Regions from separate parts of the Capra hircus genome. Here region 1 is linked to region 2. A link is a contact called in public Hi-C data. All regions are on one chromosome and are shown on one strand. Each heading gives the region's core, a stretch centred on a gene start, on an enhancer-like site or on the middle of the called end of the contact. The rest is flanking DNA. Distances are from core to core; before and after follow the strand shown.

Region 1 (4,281 bases), core at 194-2,693, 130 kb after region 2:
CTTAAAGAGATGGGAATAACAGACCACCTTACCTGTCTCTTGAGAAACCTGTATGCAGTTCAAGAAGCAACAGTTAGAACTGGACATGGAACAACAGACTGGTTCCAAATTAGGATAGGAGTACACCAAGGCTGTATATTGTCATCCTGCTTGTTTAACTTAAATTGGAGTACATCATGTGAAATGCCGGGATGGATGAAGCACAAGATGGAATCAAGATTGCTGGGAGAAATATCAATAACCTCAGATATGGAGATGACACCACCTTTATGGCAGAAAGCAAAGAAGAACTAAAAAGCCTCTTGATGAAAGTGAAAGAGGAGAGTGAAAAAGTTGGCTTAAAACTCAACATTCAGAAAACAAAAGATCATGGCATCTGGTGCCATCACTTCATGGCAAATAGATGGGGAAACGAAACAGTGACAGATTTTATTTATTTGGGCTCCAAAGTCACTACAGATGGTGACTGCAGCCTTGAAATTAAAAGACGCTTGGTCCTGGGAAGAAAAGCTATGACCAACTTAGGCAGCATATTAAAAAGCAGAGACATTACTTTGCCAACAGAGGTCCATCTAGTCAAAGCTATGGCTTTTCCAGTAGTCATGTATGGATGTGAGAGTTGGACTATAAAGAAGGGTGAGCGCCAAAGAATTGATGCTTTTGAACTGTGGTATTGGAGAAAACTCTTGAGAGTCTCTTGGACTGCAAGGAGATCCAACCAGTCCATCATTAAGAAGAGCAGTCCTGACTATTCATTGGAAGGACTGATGCTGAAACTCCAATACTTTGGCCACCTGATGGGAAGAACTAACTCATTTGAAAAGACCCTGATGCTGGGAAAGATCGAAGGCAGGAGAAGGGGATGACAGAGGATGAGATGGTTGGGTGGCATCACCGACTCGATGGACATGAGTTTGAGTAAGCTCTGGGAGTTGGTGATGGACAAGGAAGCCTGGTGTGCTGCAGTCCATGGGATCGCAAAGAGTCGGACATGGCTGCGTGACTGAACTGAACTGAACTCTTCAGGCCAGCTGCCATCACTGTGAAATGGTAGAAACAGAGGCTGAGAAAAATCAAGTGACTCTGGCCATCATTATCCTGCAGGTCAGATAGTTCCTTTAAGTCTCAATTTCTTTATCTGAAAAATGAGAATCACATTTATCCACTCTGCATGCCAGGACTCTGGTGAGAATGTAGGTAGATGAACAGTTATGATGCCCAAGAGCAATGACTGTTTTGGACAGTATTTGGACCCATCCATCTCACTTGTCATAGAGTAACCCTATGAAGCAGGTTCTTATTTTGTGCCCTGTTTTTCTAGGTGAGGAAATTGATTTGGAGAGGTAAGGTCACTTGTTCAAGGTCACAGATAGGAAGTGGCAAAGTTGGATTCAAGCCCAGGTCTCCCAGTTACCAACACCATGGGTCTTTACACTGCACCATTCTGCTGTGTGGCACAGGCCTGAGCAGGAGGAGGACCGGAAGGGCTCTGGGAGACTGTGGCCCATTGCACCCTTGTTTCTGCTGTTGTTTTCCCCAGGCACCACCATCTGTGGGGAGTGGCTGCCCTCTGGTGTTCTCAATGTGACTTGTCCCGACAAGGAGGAGCGTTGACAACTTGCCTGTCTCAGAAGTGGGGTGGGATGAGCTTGGAACAACCCCAACTCGTCCTTTCAGAGTTTAGAGGTTCAGGGAAAGTTAGTGCACACTCAATCTCACCGCATGCGAGGCTATTCCACTGAGGGCTCTGGGTAGAAGCTTCGTTGATTTCTGCCTGCATCTGCCTCTCATCTGGTGTCATCTTGCAGGTAAGTGGCCACATTCTGTTTCTGGCTTGAGTGCTAGTTAGGAGGGTGTTGCATTCTTCTTTAAACTCTGCATTAGTGTTTCATAGGCACGTCTATGGGTCGCACAGAGTCGGACACGACTGAAGCGACTTAGCAACAGCAGCAGGCGCTTCTGTATCTACACACACTAGAAACAACTAGAATTGTTGCCATCCTTGTGGGGCTGTTTTTATTCTGTCGATGAAAGTTTTGTCATTGGACTGGCATCAGATTGCACGGGCGCCACACCCAAGGATGTGTGCTTGAAAGGGCTTTCTCACATGTTAGCTCATTGTATAGTCACCATAACCTTATGAAGAAGCTTTTTATGATCATTTTACATATGAGGAGATAGGCTCAGGATCCGCTTGGACTTGTCTGAAGCCTAAGAACTTTGTGAGATACCACACTGCCTCCCTGTGGCAGCCTTGTGGGCTAACCAGCCTGTCCAGTTGCCTGCCCAATGCAAAGATGTGCTTCTTTCTTTGTGACTGAAGGTGCCTAATGCGATCACTATGCTTCACCTTGGAGGGAGCATTCCAGAACATCCTATTACTATAACTACTCGGTCTTCCAGGCTTTGACTTCTATAGGCCATTGACTTTAGCCAATTACAGGTGATTTTTTTTCCCACTGGTAAATTCTATTGTTTAATGGAGAATATTTACCATTTTTTCACAAAATCTCTCAAAAAATAAGAGAGGATGGGACACTTTCTACTTCATTCTATGAGGCAGTGTTACTCTTATACCAGAGCCACACAGAAGACATCATAAACACAGAAAACCTTAGGACAATATCCTTAATGAATATAAATGTAAAAAGTCCTTAACAGAATACTACCAAATGGTATTCGGCTACATTTAAAAAGGCTTATACAACACGGCCAAGTGAAGTTTATCCCAAGGATGGAGAGTGGGTTTAATACCCCGAAATTTATGTAGTACACATTAGCAGAATAACGGACAAATAGTACCTAATCATCTAAATAGAAACAGGAGAAAAAAAAAAAAAAGCACAGTTCAAAACCTTATATCTTTTCATGACAAAATCACTCAAAAAGCCAGAAATTGTCAGGGACTTCCCTGGTGGCTCAGAGGTTAAAGCATCTGCCCGCAGTGTGGGAGACCAGGATTTGATCCCTGTGTTGGGAAGATTTCCCTGGAGAAGGAAATGGCACCCCACTCCAGTATTCTTGCCTGGAGAATCCCATGGACGGAGGAACCTGGTGGGCTACAGTCCACGGGGTCGCAAAGAGTCGGATACAACTGAGCGATTTCACTTTCACTTCACTTTCCTTAATCAGACAAGGGCCGGCTACAAAAACGTCCCCACAGTTAATATCATACTTGATGTAAAAACCTGAATACCTTACAGGTGATCATTTAAGTAACTGCATGCCAAGGACTGCTAGTAGTGTCCCCTTTTCCAATATCAATGAGGTCATTACTACTTTTGCATCCAAACAGATTGGAAAACAAATTCCAGAACTATTTGCAGAATTGAAGACTTTCAGAGCTTAGTTAGGAAGATAGAAGCAATTCGATGTATTCTGGGAATAAAAGCTTCAATACAGAATTAGGAGCTTACCCAACTGTGGAAAGAGCCAGTCAAGCTGGGGGAGTGGAAATCAAGGCAACTGTTGCTGAAGGTCAGAGAAGCTCACACACGAGATCTCTTCTTCAAGCAGTGCATGGCTCTCCAAAGCCTGCCTGGAAACTGCTGCCAGTCCCAGAAGCCTCGGGGAAGCTCCAGTCCTCTCAGTCTAAGTGGCACAGGGGGCAGTTCTCAAGAGTTTATGTGAAGCTTCTGTGACATTCTTTTCTAGCCATGTGTTTGGCTGCAATCACTAGGGAATAACGGTTTCTACTTTGCCTGTACCTTCCAAATCTTGTGTGAATTCTCTTATTTGGCAAATTCTAACTTGGAACCATATAGGAAAGGGGATTCCAGGAAATGTAGTTCCCAGTCATAGAATGGACTGAATACAGACATGCACTCATGCAAAGGCAGAGGCGCATACTCACTCTTTTGCCTCTGGGCCAAGTTAATTGGCTCTGCTTTTCTCTGACTTAGTATATGAAAAGAAAGTGAAGTCGCTCAGTCATGTCTGACTCTTTGCGACCCCATGGACTGTAGTCTACCAGGCTCCTCCGTCCATGGGATTTTCCAGGCAAGAGTACTGGAGTGGGGTGCCATTTCCTTCTCCAGGGCATCTTCCCTACCCGGGGATTGAAACCGGGTCTCCCGCATTGCAGGCAGACGCTTTACTGTCTGAGCCACCAGGGTAGACTTGGTATATAGTCTGCAAGAATTTTGCGGAGTATCCTGATGTTCACTATATTGTTGTTTAGTCTCTAAATCATGTCCAACTCCTTTGTGACCCCATGGAATGTAGCCCACCAGGCTCCTCTGTCCATGGGACTTCCCAGGCAGAAATAGTGCAGTGGTTGCC
Region 2 (4,355 bases), core at 517-3,016:
GGACTGCTACTCTGCCACAAGATGGTTTGGGGATGGAGAAGGGAGAGCCCTGAGAGGGGAGTGCGTACATATATACAGGTATCAGGGCCCGGAGGTGTGAGAGAGATGGCATGTTGAGAAACCAGTGGGCTGCCCTGTGCTTGGGTCCCCAGGGTGAGAAGAAAGGATGCAAGGCTGCCTGGGCGGGGATGAGAAGGGCCAAGGCAACTGGCCTTGCTCTCCCACCAGGAATGGGGAAGCGGGGAGAGTGATGAACGTGGTGTGTTCTTGGGACCTGTGCCTCGGATGTGTCCACGAGGCTGTGCTCTGCAGGGCTGCGGAAGGCTGGGCTAGGAGTCGAATCTGTACACACACCCAGGGGACGGAGCCATGGGTGGGTGCTTACCTGGGCGATGAGGATGCCGACGACGATGCCTAGCTGGTGCAGGGTGCCCAGGGCCCCCCGAAGCTCCGTGGGGGACACCTCCCCCACATACATGGGCACAAAGCCAGTGGTCAGGCCGCAGTACACACCGATGATGAAGCGACCCAGGATCAGCATCTCAAAGGACTTGCCCAGTTTTGAGAAGCCCATGAGCACAGCAGACACGAAGGCCAGTAGGTTCATCATCAGCATTGAATTTCGCCTGGAGTGGAGGAGGTCACAGGTCAGGCAGGTCCCTGGAAACCCCAGGGGCTGGGTCGTAGATAATTCCCTAGGACAGGCAGGGAGGGCCCCCTCACCCCAACTCCAAGCTGGGACTCCATGGGCAGGGCCAGAACCCCTTCTGCTCACCGGCCGAAACGGTTAACAAAAAGGCCCACGGAGAAGGAACCAATCATGCCTCCCACCGAGAAGATGGCCACGGACAGGGACCAGAGTGTGGTCAGTGTGGCGGGCGGGATGGGCTCCCCATAGCGCTGCATCCACGTCTGGTTGTAGAACTCTTCAATCACCTGCAGGAGAAGCAGCAGCCTGGTGGGTGAGGCCAGGACCCAGGCGTCCTCTTCTCTCACACGCCTCCTCAAAGAGGACCATTTTACCCCAGGATGCTGGAAGGGGCCCAGGGCCCCAGCACCAGGCCCAGCCCCTGGTCCCTCCCCTTCTGTGGGCTTCGGTCCCCCCACCCCCACCTCCTCATGAGAAACAAGGGGCTGGACTCTGCCTGCCAGGGAGAGTGGTGCCAGCTCTCACACCTCCCCCAGGTGCAGGTTCCAGGGCCCTGTGGTTTCCGGTGCTCAACAGGACTTTCTGGGGACGATGGCAGGTGACCAGCACTGGGAGTTCAGGCAGTGCAGAGGGGCTCAGAGACAGCGCTTCTGCCTGCATGCCCCCTTTTCCTTCAAGGTGCCAAAGGCCACTGGCCACTCTGGCTCTCTCCCCAACCCCCCTTCCTGGGGAGGAAATACAGCTGAACAGAGGCCCTGGGAGGAAGGGAAGAGCAGGCTCACTTTGCACCTAGGGCCTGGTGTGAGCACCTTGCACCCAAATGCTCGTGACACCCAGCTGCTGCTTTCTATCCACCAGGCCCAGCCCCTCCTGGCTGGCCTGGGAGATCCCCCCCGAAGGACCCACGGCCTCGTCCTCTCCCAGCTGAGCAGCTGGGAGGTTCGGGGAAAAGCTACAAACAAGGAAGCAGCTCCAGGAACTGGAGACACCTGTCCTAGAGCAGGCCCGCCCGCTGGCCCTGCCGCCACCAAGGGGAGGGCCTGGCCGCTCAGGCCCAGGATATGGCAGGCGGGCAGCACCGGTTCCGCCTGCGCTCACTCACTCTACTCTCAGCTGACGCAGATACGTGCCCAGTGCCTCAAGACGGGCCAGACCCGCCCAGCCACGTGTGGAGCTGGGCACAGGCCCAGTGTACCCAGAAACAACTTCCTGTGTACCAGTGCCATCACACACACACACACACACACACACACACACACACACACACACTCGTGCTCACATGATCTGAGTATTCCTGGCTTCAGCAAGTCACAAACCTGCATACCCCTGCGGCCCTCACCACCTGCAGCTCAAACTCAACTCCACACCAGCCCATGCCAGGCGCACCCCTTCCCACCTCAAGGTCGGGTACACTGGGCAGTATGCAGTCTCTCACACAGTACGATTCCCGTCGACACTGCTCTTTGACTGTCCCTAACATTCCCAAGCCCCACGGTCCCAGGAATGCCCACTCAGTGATCTATTTGTCTGTCCAGGGAAGCTGGACTCAACCAAGTTCAGACTCAGCTCTACCCCTCATCTCCAGGGCAAGTGTCTGTACCTCGAATGATGACATTAGCAATACCCACTTCATAGTGCTGTGGGGAATGAATGAAACACACTTGCAGTGCTCTCACCGTGCTTGGGACCACCGCAGAGCCGAGGAGCCCGCCACGTTTCGGTTCTGACTCAAGGGCAGCGCAGGCCACTGACAGGCTGACGGAGCCTGCCCATGGGTCAGACTCACGGCTCCTGGTGGTGGCTCTGCCTTTGGCCTATGCGCTGTTTCCCCACCTTCCGCGGTTACTCCCCCTGAGCACCTGCCCTGCCTCACCACGCGGAAACCTTTTGAAATCCAGCTCAGAGGGTTGCACGAGTCCGTCCTCCCTGAGGGTGGGGACCCCAGTGGATTCTCCCCAGGGCCTGTCCCAGGGCTCACGCAGGATGAAGGAAGCCATGAAAGGGCTCAGGCTCTCCTGCTAGAAGCCCTTACTTCCACCAGGGGCACAGAAAGCAGATTTCAACCAAACACACACAAAGTGCTTGTGTTCTTCAAGGGACAAAGCCAACCCCAGAGGAGGACTGCTGGGCACAGCAACGCTCCATTTATCAGGCTCTGCAGAGAGCGAGCTGTCCTGGATAAGGGAACTGCCCAGATAAGTGACCCTCACCCCTTGGGGGGGGGCCCACTGTCTGGGTGGAAATCTTTCTCCCTCCTATCCCTTACCCTCTGCTGCCCTGAGGGACGTACAAGCAGGGCTCAAGGGCACTCCTGACCTGCGGCTCTGCAGGGCCAAGGTGAGATGTTTGCTCCAGGGGGCATTTAATTTTTGCACTCTGTAGTTTACCCCCAACCTCTGTGGTTCAGATGTTTGTCTCACAGAGCTCTCCACACATCTGTCTTAAAATCTGCCAAGCCAGTTAATGAAGCTCATTTGAATTGTGCGTAAAGAGTGAATATGTATAGTATTTGAGTACTGAGTGCTTACTACCTAAATGGGTTTAAGGGCATGAGGCTGAGGTCTTTAACCTTCTTGGGGTTTGGCTGGAGATGTTGAGGACCCATGTGTAAGTGAGGTGTCGCCAGAGTCTCCCCAGTTACATCTCTCGAACGTGGTGACAAGTCAGAGGGACCAAGCCCTGTCCTGGCTTGCTCTTCCTTGGTTCTTGAGCCCCTTGCTGCTTTGACCACTGTATGGGGTTGAGGGAGGCTGAGCAGCCAGCCCCCTCCACCCTGGGTCCAGGTTCATCCTCTTCACCCCCAGCAGCGCCTCTTGGCCGAGTGGAGGCTGCCTGGCAGGTTTTTGCCTCTGGACCCGGTGCTTGAGATTTGTGGGAAGAAGCCAAGTGAGGATTCCCTTTCCTGCAAGTGGTGTGTAGGCTCTCTTCCTCCCCTGCTGGGGGTCCATGCCCTGTGTCGGGGGTGAGGCTGACCCTTGGCTCAGGAAAGGCAGAGGATCCCTCAAAAACAGAAGAACCCTACACAGGGAGAAGTTCTAGGGTCACCTCTCCCACCCAGCCACTGCCCTCAGCATCATCCAGCAATGGCTGGGTGGCCCTCAGGGAAGAAGAGCCTCCTCAGCGTTAATCACTCAGTTCTATCTGACTCTTTGCAACTCCATGGATGGTAGCCTACCAGGCTCCTCTGTCCATGGAATTCTCCAGGCAAAAATACTGGAGAGGGTTGCCATTTCCTTCTCCAGGGGAATCTTTCCCAACCCAGGGATTGAACCTGGGTCTCCTGCATTGCAGGCAGATTCTTTGCTGTCTGAGAGCCTCCTTACTGCTTCCTTAACTGGATCCCACAGACCCAGTCTCCACATTGAGGCTCCTGGCAGCCTCCTCAGCCCTGGCCCACGTGTACATCTTCTGAATGCTCCAGCCTCACATTCTGGTTATGAGCCAGGGAGATACCCTTGGTCCTGCCACTGCCCCACATCCAGTCATTCAGCAGGTCCCGTCCCTCAAATTCACCTCCTAACCTGTCCTCCTCTCTACCCATGCAGCACCTGTCCTAGGTCTCACCTGGATTCCGCTCCTGACTCTTCCTATCCACTGAAGCCAGATTCCGATTCCCACCATTACTCCCAGACTTGGCAGTCAAGCCCTGGACATCAAGTGGACCAGGCTCAGCCCTCCTTGTCTCTGCTCCCCGTCCCAGCTTGTT

What was found. Hi-C and Micro-C count contacts between places; a contact is called where the count stands out from the background.
Region 1: a contact with region 2 is called in a Hi-C map of blood, with 2.5 times the contacts expected there. The contact joins two enhancer-like sites. A contact is called at or near these places in 2 of 5 Hi-C or Micro-C datasets (both in blood).

What each region holds. Positions count from the first base shown.
Region 1 is chr3:17,574,753-17,579,033 of ARS1.2, forward strand. No RefSeq gene overlaps it. Among named protein-coding and RNA genes, the nearest start is that of SLC2A1, 100 kb to the left of the region's middle. Within about 2 kb of position 1,444, at least 1 of the 5 cell types and tissues checked has an H3K27ac peak or open chromatin away from gene starts, as enhancers often do.
Region 2 is chr3:17,449,210-17,453,564 of ARS1.2, forward strand. It overlaps SLC2A1 (solute carrier family 2 member 1), which reads right to left. Exons shown (of 10, transcript NM_001314223.1): 3 at 776-936; 4 at 386-626. Among named protein-coding and RNA genes, the nearest start is that of SLC2A1, 21 kb to the right of the region's middle. Within about 2 kb of position 1,767, at least 5 of the 5 cell types and tissues checked have an H3K27ac peak or open chromatin away from gene starts, as enhancers often do.